Linked DNA regions of Sus scrofa: region 1 is linked to region 2. The links are chromatin contacts, called in public HiChIP or PLAC-seq maps. All regions are on one chromosome and are shown on one strand. The core of a region is the stretch at or near the end of the contact, and the rest is flanking DNA. Distances in the headings are between cores, read along the strand shown.

Evidence for each region. HiChIP or PLAC-seq counts read pairs in DNA pulled down with a chosen protein or histone mark.
Region 1: a contact with region 2 is called in an H3K27ac HiChIP or PLAC-seq map of alveolar macrophages. The contact joins two enhancer-like sites. A contact is called at or near these places in 2 of 47 Hi-C or Micro-C datasets (alveolar macrophages and liver) and 1 of 2 datasets of contacts at active chromatin or transcription factors (alveolar macrophages).

The regions. Positions count from the first base shown.
Region 1 is chr7:11,515,744-11,520,584 of Sscrofa11.1, reverse strand. The region is part of intron 4 of JARID2 (protein Jumonji); the gene reads right to left. Among named protein-coding and RNA genes, the nearest start is that of JARID2, 160 kb to the right of the region's middle. Within about 2 kb of position 3,109, at least 12 of the 83 cell types and tissues checked have an H3K27ac peak or open chromatin away from gene starts, as enhancers often do. A contact at or near this core is called in alveolar macrophages, where this site is marked.
Region 2 is chr7:11,428,203-11,433,121 of Sscrofa11.1, reverse strand. All of the region lies in intron 2 of JARID2 (protein Jumonji), which reads right to left. Among named protein-coding and RNA genes, the nearest start is that of JARID2, 72 kb to the right of the region's middle. Within about 2 kb of position 2,436, at least 12 of the 83 cell types and tissues checked have an H3K27ac peak or open chromatin away from gene starts, as enhancers often do. A contact at or near this core is called in alveolar macrophages, where this site is marked.

The DNA of each region.
Region 1 (4,841 bases), core at 1,860-4,359, 87 kb before region 2:
CATCCTCAGGTCTCTCTCTTAAGTTTTGAAAACGCAAGCCTTCCACCTCTCTCGGCCATCAGTATCCACCGTGGCCCCTCACCGGGTTACTCGAGGTGGGTGGAAACCATTTACTGAATCCTGAAATAATCTGGGCGCTTTCTCTCTTGGGCACAGCCCCATCTGTGACTCAGTTTCCCTGCCTATCAAACGGAAATGATGAGCAAAGACCTATCCCATGGGGTCTGCTGTGAGAATTAAATGGACTACTACATGAAGCATGTCTCATAGCTGCCCTGCAAAGGTGGAACTCTTGGAAGACTGTCTTCCCCACGGGGAGTTAAAGAAAAGTTGGGTAAAGCTCTCCAAGGAGAGGAAGTACCCGCCCACATGATTCTAGAATCTTAAAATTTTCCTTCTCCTGATTTTTAATCCAAGGCCCAGTTATAAGGCTGTGGCAGAAAAAACACGCCACACCTTAAACCATCTCACTCACAGTATCACTTAGAGATAAGCCCCCACCCCGGGTGTCACCTGTCTTAAGATCAGGAGGCCATCAGGCATGGATGCACAATAGTTTACATATGCCTGTGTGCTACCTAGGGCCCCAGCATCTCTCTAGGAGGCTGTGGAAGGTGCCACCTGTGCCAGGAACAATGGCCTCAGAGAACATGTGAGAGCCCAGACCTCCTGCAGCCTGTCCTGGGGGCGGCAGGGGAGCACCTACTGAACAATGCCAGGCCAGAGCTGAGGTCCAGAGGCTAAGCCAAGTGCCAGGGCCACAGGGCCTAGAAGGAGAAGGGGAAAGGGAGAGAAGCAGCAGGAAGGCTCTCTAAGGAGGGATGTGCCTTGACAAAGCCGACAGGGACCTGGACATGGCGTGGGCAAGGGCAGGGATGGGGATGAGGCGTGTAAGCACAGGTGCCAGGAGCCCTGGAGCACTGCCCTCCACACCCGACTTCCCGGCCTCCTGACCATGACCTTGACACCAGGCCAGCGAGAGTCAGCAGGACTGGGGCTGAGAAGCGACAACCATCCTCCAGTCCTGCATCACAGGCATCCGACCCAGGACAGCACGCAGGGGCTCGGCCCAGGGTGAAGTCAAGCACAGAGAGGAGCCCTCAGCCCTGCTTATGCCAGCGTGAGTGGAACAGTTTGTCTTTGCTAAAGCGAGAAACACAGAACATCCCAAAGGGAACCTGCCGTCTATCCTGCCATTTAAGCCAAACAAATCTATGCACATTCCATAAAGGAAACCCCAATTTTGGTCCATCATCAAGGCACCTCAATTCCTCCTACCCAGTTCCATATTCTTTTAAACATGACCCTCCACCTCCTCCAACAACCATGCCCTATGCCACCCCCAAAACACCACCAGCCTTAATTCCTCTGATCCAGGACCGGCTGCTCCTTTAGCCTCCACTCAGGGGGTTGCTCAGTAGCTCTGGACACTGTCCACGTGCAGAATCAAGAGGCCTCACATGTGAGAAGGAAGACACAGATGGCTCCAAAGGATGCTCCGTTAATGAGAAAAGGGGTCTGCTTCTTGTGAACCAAAGCAATGCTAGAAACGGTTCTGAAACCCCCAAATCACACCACACAGGTAACAATCTGCCAGGGAGTTAAAGTTCCAAGACAGGAAGGGGGAAACGGGGAAACCCCACAGACCCTCCACAAGTGATGTCAAGTGCAAAGCCAGCCAGACATTATGCTGATTAATTAGAGCAGCTTCCACCGTTCTGGAGACAGCACAGCCAGGATCTGTCACCATGGGGGACAGCAGGGACGAGGCCTCTCCTGAACCAAGGCCAACGTGCTGGGTTACCAAGGGCAGAGTACTCCTGAGAGGGATCTGAGAGGTCTGAACAGCCGCCCAGGAGACTGTGTGTCTCACCATGACCATGAGTGAGCGGACAGACCTCCCATGCACCTCAGCCCGTGAGAACCTCGGCACAGTGGGAAACACTCTCGCCGCGGTCTGCACCCCGACTAGGGCCACCTGCCTTTCAGATCCCCCCTGATGGCCATCTCTTCTGGGAAAACAGGTAAGATGAGGGTTAGGATACAGAGAAGCAACAGATGCCAACTCTTCTCCCCAACCTGAACAGCAGGCAAGGTGGAGCAGAGCCCTGAGTGAGCACCTCAGGAGCCAACCCTCTTCCTCCTGCTCCTCAAACCCACCACCTGGGTGCAGAGTGAAGAGCAGGCATCCGGAGGGAGGTAGGAACAATCCAGTAAACCCACAAACTCATCCCAGTCCCCTGAAATGAACCGTTAGGTCCCCAAAGTTCTCACATCCAGGCTGACTCTCCCACGTGCCCGTGAGCAGGGAAGGCATGACCTCTAACCTCTAATACTGGAAGACACCAGACATGATTTCAAAAGTAAATGTGTTTTGCTCAAAACAAACCAGTTTTGCCGGTGTTCTACTTACTGCTTAGTTTCCAATGAAGAAAATGTTCCCATTTATTGCATTTCAAGAAGGAACACAAGCACTGGCAGAGAACATTATAATCCAAGGGGCTGCAGAGGTGTCCCCTGCACGAAGGTGCTGAGGGCGTGGCACTGACCCAACACAGTCCCGCTTGCCAGGCCAGATACTGTTGGCACAAAGGAGCACCTTCTGGAATTTGTTGGCTAGAAAGTACCTGAAAATAGTAAGATCTACATGCAAAACTCCTGACGGAAAGTGACGTGACGTTGTGGGCGAGTTCCAAGCGTCACAGACACGAAGACTCAGGTTCAAATCGAGACTTGGCTATTGATAGGAAATGTGCTCTAAAACTGGGGTCATAAAATGTTCCAAGTTGTTTCATAAGGATTGAAGTAAGATCTATTAGCACAGTATGTTAGAACAAGGGGCAGTTCTTCCCCCTTTTAGAGACAGAGGTTCTAAAGCTTCAAAGGATGGATTTCTACTAGTCACAGGCTCTCTGGTGGAGTGAGATTTTCTCTTTATAAGCCAACTGTTTCTTTATTTTGAAATTTTTCTTTTTCATTGCATCAGGGCCTGCTTACGCAATTCACTTTTTCTTTTCTGATGACTAATTAAATGTAAAGTTATGACTGTGACTAAGATAAAGGGCAAACGTGGTAGTTACATTTCCTGTGTTGCATTTCTCTCTCACTCTCTCTCAGTCAACATTCAAAGAACAGGCAGAAACGTTTGCTTCTAGCGAAGACAGAGAAACAAGGACTCACCTCCTGCCCGAAAGAACTAAAAAGCCACACAAGACAATGGACATCCTACCACAAAGCACTGGGCATCTGTGTGCCCAGATGACCGCCTCGAGAGGATTTCCAGGCCAGAGCACACAGAGAGGAAATTCGAGAAGAATCCAGAGGAATCCTGGAGTTCAGGAGAAGGAGTCTGGGGTGGCCTGTGTATTGAAAGAAATGTGTAGGGCAGAGTCCTGGAGGCAAGAGCCACACAGAAATCTCTGGAAGCACCGTCCTCAAGTGCTCCCTGGGAATCAGCAAACCCATGTGTGAAGAGTACTAATACCAAAGGCTTAGAGGGAACACTGGCCTGGGAATTGTGCCTCGCCAAAATGGTACACGGATCGCAGAGGGCAAGAGTAAAGGACTTATACCGGTCAGTAGCTGGACAAGCTTACCCCTGCACCAAACACTGCTCTCTACCTACCAAAGCTTAACGGTTCAAAGTTTCCCAGTAACTGAATCATACCTAGAGTGACGCTTAAGAATACGAAGAGAAATACAAACATATCCAGAACCTAACAAAAGAAAATTTACATTGTCTGGCATCCAGTAAGAAATTACTGAGCAAGCAAAACAGCAGGAAAATTCGGAGGAGAAGGACATCAATCTATCCAAACTGATCTGTAAGTGAAACAGATTACAGAGTAGTCAACAAAGACACTAAAAACATCTATTCCATTGCGTATGCTCAAGCAGGTAGAGCAAAGGCTAATCTCGATTATGAGAAGAATGGAAGATTGTAACAAGACAAAAATCTAACTTCTCAAGAGAGACTAAAGAAAACAATGTCTAAGGTAAAAAATACATGTCTGCAGATTTTAGATAGAAACTATCTAAGATGAAATGTTGAGAAAAAAGACTGGAATAAAATGAACAGGGCATCAATGGGACAACTTTAAGCAGCTGAAATCCCTAGAGGAGAAGAGGAACACACATAAAAAAGTTCTGCAGAAATAACAGTTCCAATTTTTCCAAAACTGAAGCTCTATGAACCCCAATATCAAAGCACATTATATGATAGATTTTTAAACATCTTTAGAAGGAGACTTCTTGCCAGACACACTGCAAACCAGGAGACAGTGCAGCAGTAGCTTTAACAAACACCACAGGGGAGCAGAGGAAGAGGGGCTATTAACCTAGAATTCTATACCCAGCAAAAATATCTTCCAAAAGAAAACAGGACTTTCTTACTTCTGAACATGATTCTACAATCCTAATAAAAGGATTTTTTAAATGAGGGTGAAATAAAGACCTTGTCAGATCTAAAAAAGCTAAAAGATTCATCCAATACCAGCAGAAATTAGAAATTTTGAACTTCTACAGGCAAAATCAAGAGGAAATTGACGCCAGAAAGACGTTTGGATCTAAAGGAAGGAAAGAAGAGAACCAGAAATGGCAACTATGCAGGTAAATAAAAAGAGCAGGCAGGTTGGACCCAGCTACAGTTACTTAACTCCACAATTACTTAACCTGCTTGTTAAAGGGGCCACACAATGTTGGGTTCCTCAATTTTGCCCCTTCTTTTTCTAAGTAATGAATATGTTTCAGTCAGGACAGCTCTAGAATTCAAGTCTATTTAACATTAAACTATACTACTAATGCATTTTGTTAAATAGATATGTGACAACTATGCACACTTT
Region 2 (4,919 bases), core at 1,187-3,686:
AAACCAAAAATAAAAGGAGATTCACTTAAAAAAAAAAAAAAAAAAAAACACCAAAAAAAACAGGAGTTCCCATCGTGGAGCAGCAGGAATGAATCCAACTAGGAACTATGAGGTTGTGGGTCTGATCCCTGGCCTCGCTCAGCAGGTGAAGGATCCGGCATTGCCGTATGCTGTGGTGTAGGTCGCATACGTGGCTCGGATCCCGTGTTGCTCTGGCTCTGGCATAGGCCGGTGGCTACAGCTCCAATTAGACCCCTAGCCTGGGAACCTCCATATGCGCAGGTGCGGCCCTAAAAAGCAAGTATCATCACCTTACGACCCATACTTTGCACCAAGCAAAAACTAAACTCTAAATGTAGTCATAGCCTGTAAATAAAAAATACTGAACTCCTAGAGGAAACACAGGGGATAATCCTTGCCATGAGATTTCTTAGGATAGAAAAAGGAGGAAATGATAATGATAATTTAGGATTCAGTCAAATAAAAACGGTTCTGTCCTACTGACAATGAATGCTAAGAAATGTTAGGGCTCAAGGTGCGATCCCTCCCCACACAAAAAAACGCTCTATCACCTTAACTCCCAGCACCTCAGGATGGAGCTGTATTTGGAGAGAGAGTGTTTAAAAAGGTGATGGAGTTACAATGAGGTCATTAGGGTGGGCCCTGCTGCATTATGACTGGTGTCCTTAGAAGAAGAGGAAGTCGGGAAGAGGAAAGAGATGTGGAGAGACAGGGAGAAGACACCAGAAACCAAGGAGGGAGGCCTCAGAAGAAATAAACTTGATCTCAGATTTCTGGCCTACATAACTGTGAGAAAATAAATTTTTATTATTTAAGCCACCCAGTCTGTGGCACTCTGCTACAGCAGCCCTAAGCAAACTAATACAGAAAAGAACACATACCTAGTAATATATTTTAATAATACACTTAATAAGAAGAAAATCCATTTTCTTTTTTTGCTTTTTAGGGCCACACCTGGGCGGCATATGGAGGTTCCCAGGCTTGGGGTCAAATCGGAGCCACAGCTGATGGCCTACATAACAGCCACTGGCCTACAGCACAGCCACAGTAACACCAGATCCAAGCCATGTCTGAGACCTACAGCACAACTCACAGCATTGCCAGATCCTTAACCCACTGAGCGAGGCCAGGGATCGAACCGCAACCTCATGGCTCCTAGTCAGATTTCATTTCCACCGCGCCACAACGCGAACTCCTAAAAAAACCCATTTTCGACGGGCAAATACATATAAAAAGATGTTCAACATCTACCAGTCACTAGGGAAATGCAAATTAAAACCACAGTGAGAGTCTACTACATACCTATTAAAATGGCTGGAAATTAAAAGCTGACAACACCAAACACAAATGAATCCTCCAGAGCAAAAATTAACCTTCATACACTGCTCGTAGAATGCAAAAAAAGAAGGCGGCCACTTTGGACTAGACTATCATTTTCGTACAAAGTTAAGCATACACTAACCATGAATGCCTTAGCTACAACTTCACAAAAACCTCAACACAGACACACAGAAAGATAGCGGCTCTCAGCTCACAATCACCAAAAACTGGAAATCAAATGTCCATACATGAATGGACAAACTGTGGTAAGAGCCAAACAACAGAATAAAAAGAAACGAACGTGTACTACAAACAACACGGAGGAATCGCGAAGACATGCACTACACTTTGCTTAAAGACGAAATGCTGTGCGATTCCACTTAACACATTCCAGAAAAGGCAAAGAAAAGCCAGAAAAGAACTCAGTGGTTCAAGAGACAAAGGGGCACCTGACTTGGGTTACATGACTCTATGCATTTATCAAACCTCACGGACCTGAATACCTAACTAACATAGATGAACCTTACTGCATGCGAACTATACCTCAATATATGTTCCCTTTACTCAGGGCATAACGACACCGGTGCATCCCCAAGGTCCTCGAACACCACAGACCGGCGCTGTCCAACAGAAACAGAACAAGCCACAGGGTCTTTTTAAGTTATCAAATAGCCACATTAAAATTGTTAAAACAGGTAAGATCTTTTTAACGTTTTATTTAACATAAATATGTCTAAAATGGTATCGTTTAAACGTGCTATCAATACAAAAATCAAGTGAGATAGCCTTATTTCCATATTACTAAGTCTTAGAAATTCAGTGTGTAGTCACACCAATGGCGCATACCAATACAGACCAGGCATGCTTCAAATGCTCACAGGGGCGGGGGGCTTCAAATGCTCACAGGGGCGGGGGGGGGGGCGCGCTAGACTACCTTCACATTTAAATTAACTTTGCTTGCTGAAGAAAGGCACAAAGGCGAGGTGCTGGGAAAGCCTCCCTTGCTTTGAGTCTCTGGGGGTAGGAGAGAGGCGCCTCAGGCCTACGTATGTCAGCTGCAGAGCTGGGAGGACAGGAATGAGCTGGTGCTGCAGCACACCCAAGCCAGGCTACACTGAGTCATTCACTCACACGCACACACGCACGCACACCCCAGCTCAAATCCTCTGTGAAAGAAAGGCAAAGCAAAGAACACAAAGTAGCTACTCCTACGCAATTCAGATATGCTTAAGGGATGCAGAAAGCCAAGCAGGGGAAATGCATTTGGAAATCCAGGCTATGCCTGCCTGCCTGCTTGGCAGGCAAAAAGCCCACCACCCACTCATATCTAAGAGGGCTCCTAACCACAGCCCAGAAGAGCAGAAAAGGAAAAAGTCAGAATGAATCTGCTGGAAAACCTACAACCACCAGGCTGTGGGTAAAAGCAACCTACAGTCCTGGTGCCTGCTACACCTTCGCACTGAACCGAACTGCATTTCTAGAATGAGCCTGCTACGACCAAATCGCACAGTCCAATCTCAAGTGAAGCAGATAATTCAGAACAGCTTGGAATTTTTCCCTTTGGTTTGAGAGTATGCCACTATGTTTATATTATGGTTATGTCTGATATTCTGGAATTTGGCGGGGGGTTGGGTGGGGGGGTATTTTGTTTGAATGGAAGACACAAATTGGACATAGCCAAGAAATCATCTATCCTCTCTATCCTGAAGTCTCCCCTGCCACCAACCCCCAATGTGACAGACACCTCGAACAAAGCTATCTTTTTAGCTAAGTGACAGAGAGAAGAAAGTCTGGTTCAGCCTGTGGCTTGATGCAGAGGCTTCCTGACTGCTGCCTGAAAATACTGCGCAGGATCTGGGTTTAGAAACAGTCCTTGAACACGTGCAACATATGCCAGGTACTATTCTAAGTATTTCTCGTGAACTCAAACTCATGCAAACCCCACAAGGGAGGGGCACTTATTTAACAGCTCACAGGCTGCAGGAAGGGGAAGGACTCAGGGAAGGATGTTACCGCACACAGCTCAGCATCTCTCTGGATCTTCCTGGGCCCCGGGACACAGGCTGAGGGATAAAAGGCAGGCCACTGCAAAGCAATATTAAATTTGTCCACAGAGTAGCGAACACAGCTCTCATTCTTGACTATCCTGATCGTCAACCAAGCTAAGATCACAGCCACAGGCTCCCTGCACCTCCTCCCCTTGTTCTTACTGTCCCCTGCACACTGAAGTCCCACAAGGGGTCATCATATTATTCCATAGGCTTCTTGGTAGGTGTGAAATTACATTTACATGTTTTTCATCCTACCAATCAAGCCCCTCTGAAGATTTCTCATCCTCCCATCAATCCCTGGATACCAATGTAATTGTTTTCCAATTATAAAATTAAGAGTTCTACCTCCTGCTCTGTTATTACTAACTGACGGCTCTCTCCAAGGACAGTATTTTGGCTGTTGTGACTGTGCCTAGCCATTGGCTCAGAGAAGAACCCAGCAATTAATCTGTCAAGACAAGGAGTATTCATGAGATGCTGAAGAAATGTGTCTTCTACTGACAAGTTACGAAATAGTTAAGTCTCCTGGTGCTCAGCATCTTTGGTTCTCAACAGTTTGGTTTCACTGCCACCAACACTTGAACGTAGAAAGAAAGCAGAAGTAATCATAAAAAGCTACAGCCAACTGTCTTGTGACCCAAAGAGATTTTCACACTTGTTATAAATTTCTTTGTCAAACATCGTTTGAGGTGCACTGCTGTAACACTTAATCCTCGGCTAAGTGTGCATTTCTGAGGTAACAAAAGGGCAGTTACCTCTAATACTCTGAATACTCACAGTGGGTACCGTCAGCCTCAGTTAACACACAGAGCAGACAACGCAGAAATAACTACTAAGAATCGGCTTTACGGTTTCTTTTTTCTTGAGGTAAAACATGGCCCTGCCCTTTATCCTTTACAGCACGGTGTCTGCTTTTATCGATGATCTTAAAATGCAATGCAGTATGAACTGGCACAGGCTCAGATCGTCCATAGGCAGCAACATTCAGAAACCAAACTCAAACGTCGGAGGACACCTATTTTCTTCTCAAAATCATCTTGTGACGTTTTCTGGCATTTTCAATTTGCTCCCAACAGGCAAACCAGTGCCCATCATATTGCCTCGTCCAACAACCAAGACAGAGATTCCTGAGAGCCTGTTTTCATTACGATACACGGCCTCCCCTCCCCCGCATTCACGTGTTACACTTGCATACAGCTCCACAAACAAAATGGACAAATACACCAACCCCATACAAGTGGAGATCATACTTCAGATGCAGGTTTTTTTTAAAAAGCAGACCACCACAGTCTTGTGTGCTGGTGGCTAAAGATGCAGCAGACTGTTCCTCACTCATTTTATCTCCCCCAGCAGCTTCTGTACGTTAGAGGCCATATGGTTACTTCCACAAATGAAAAATAGTGAGTAATTATTTCCTATATTATCCATCCCAAATAACATCTCATCTAGCTGCTCAGGAAAGACGCCTGATTAGATAAGGAGGAAACATTTTATGTCATTCGCTGTACACAGGGCCATCCTCTCGAG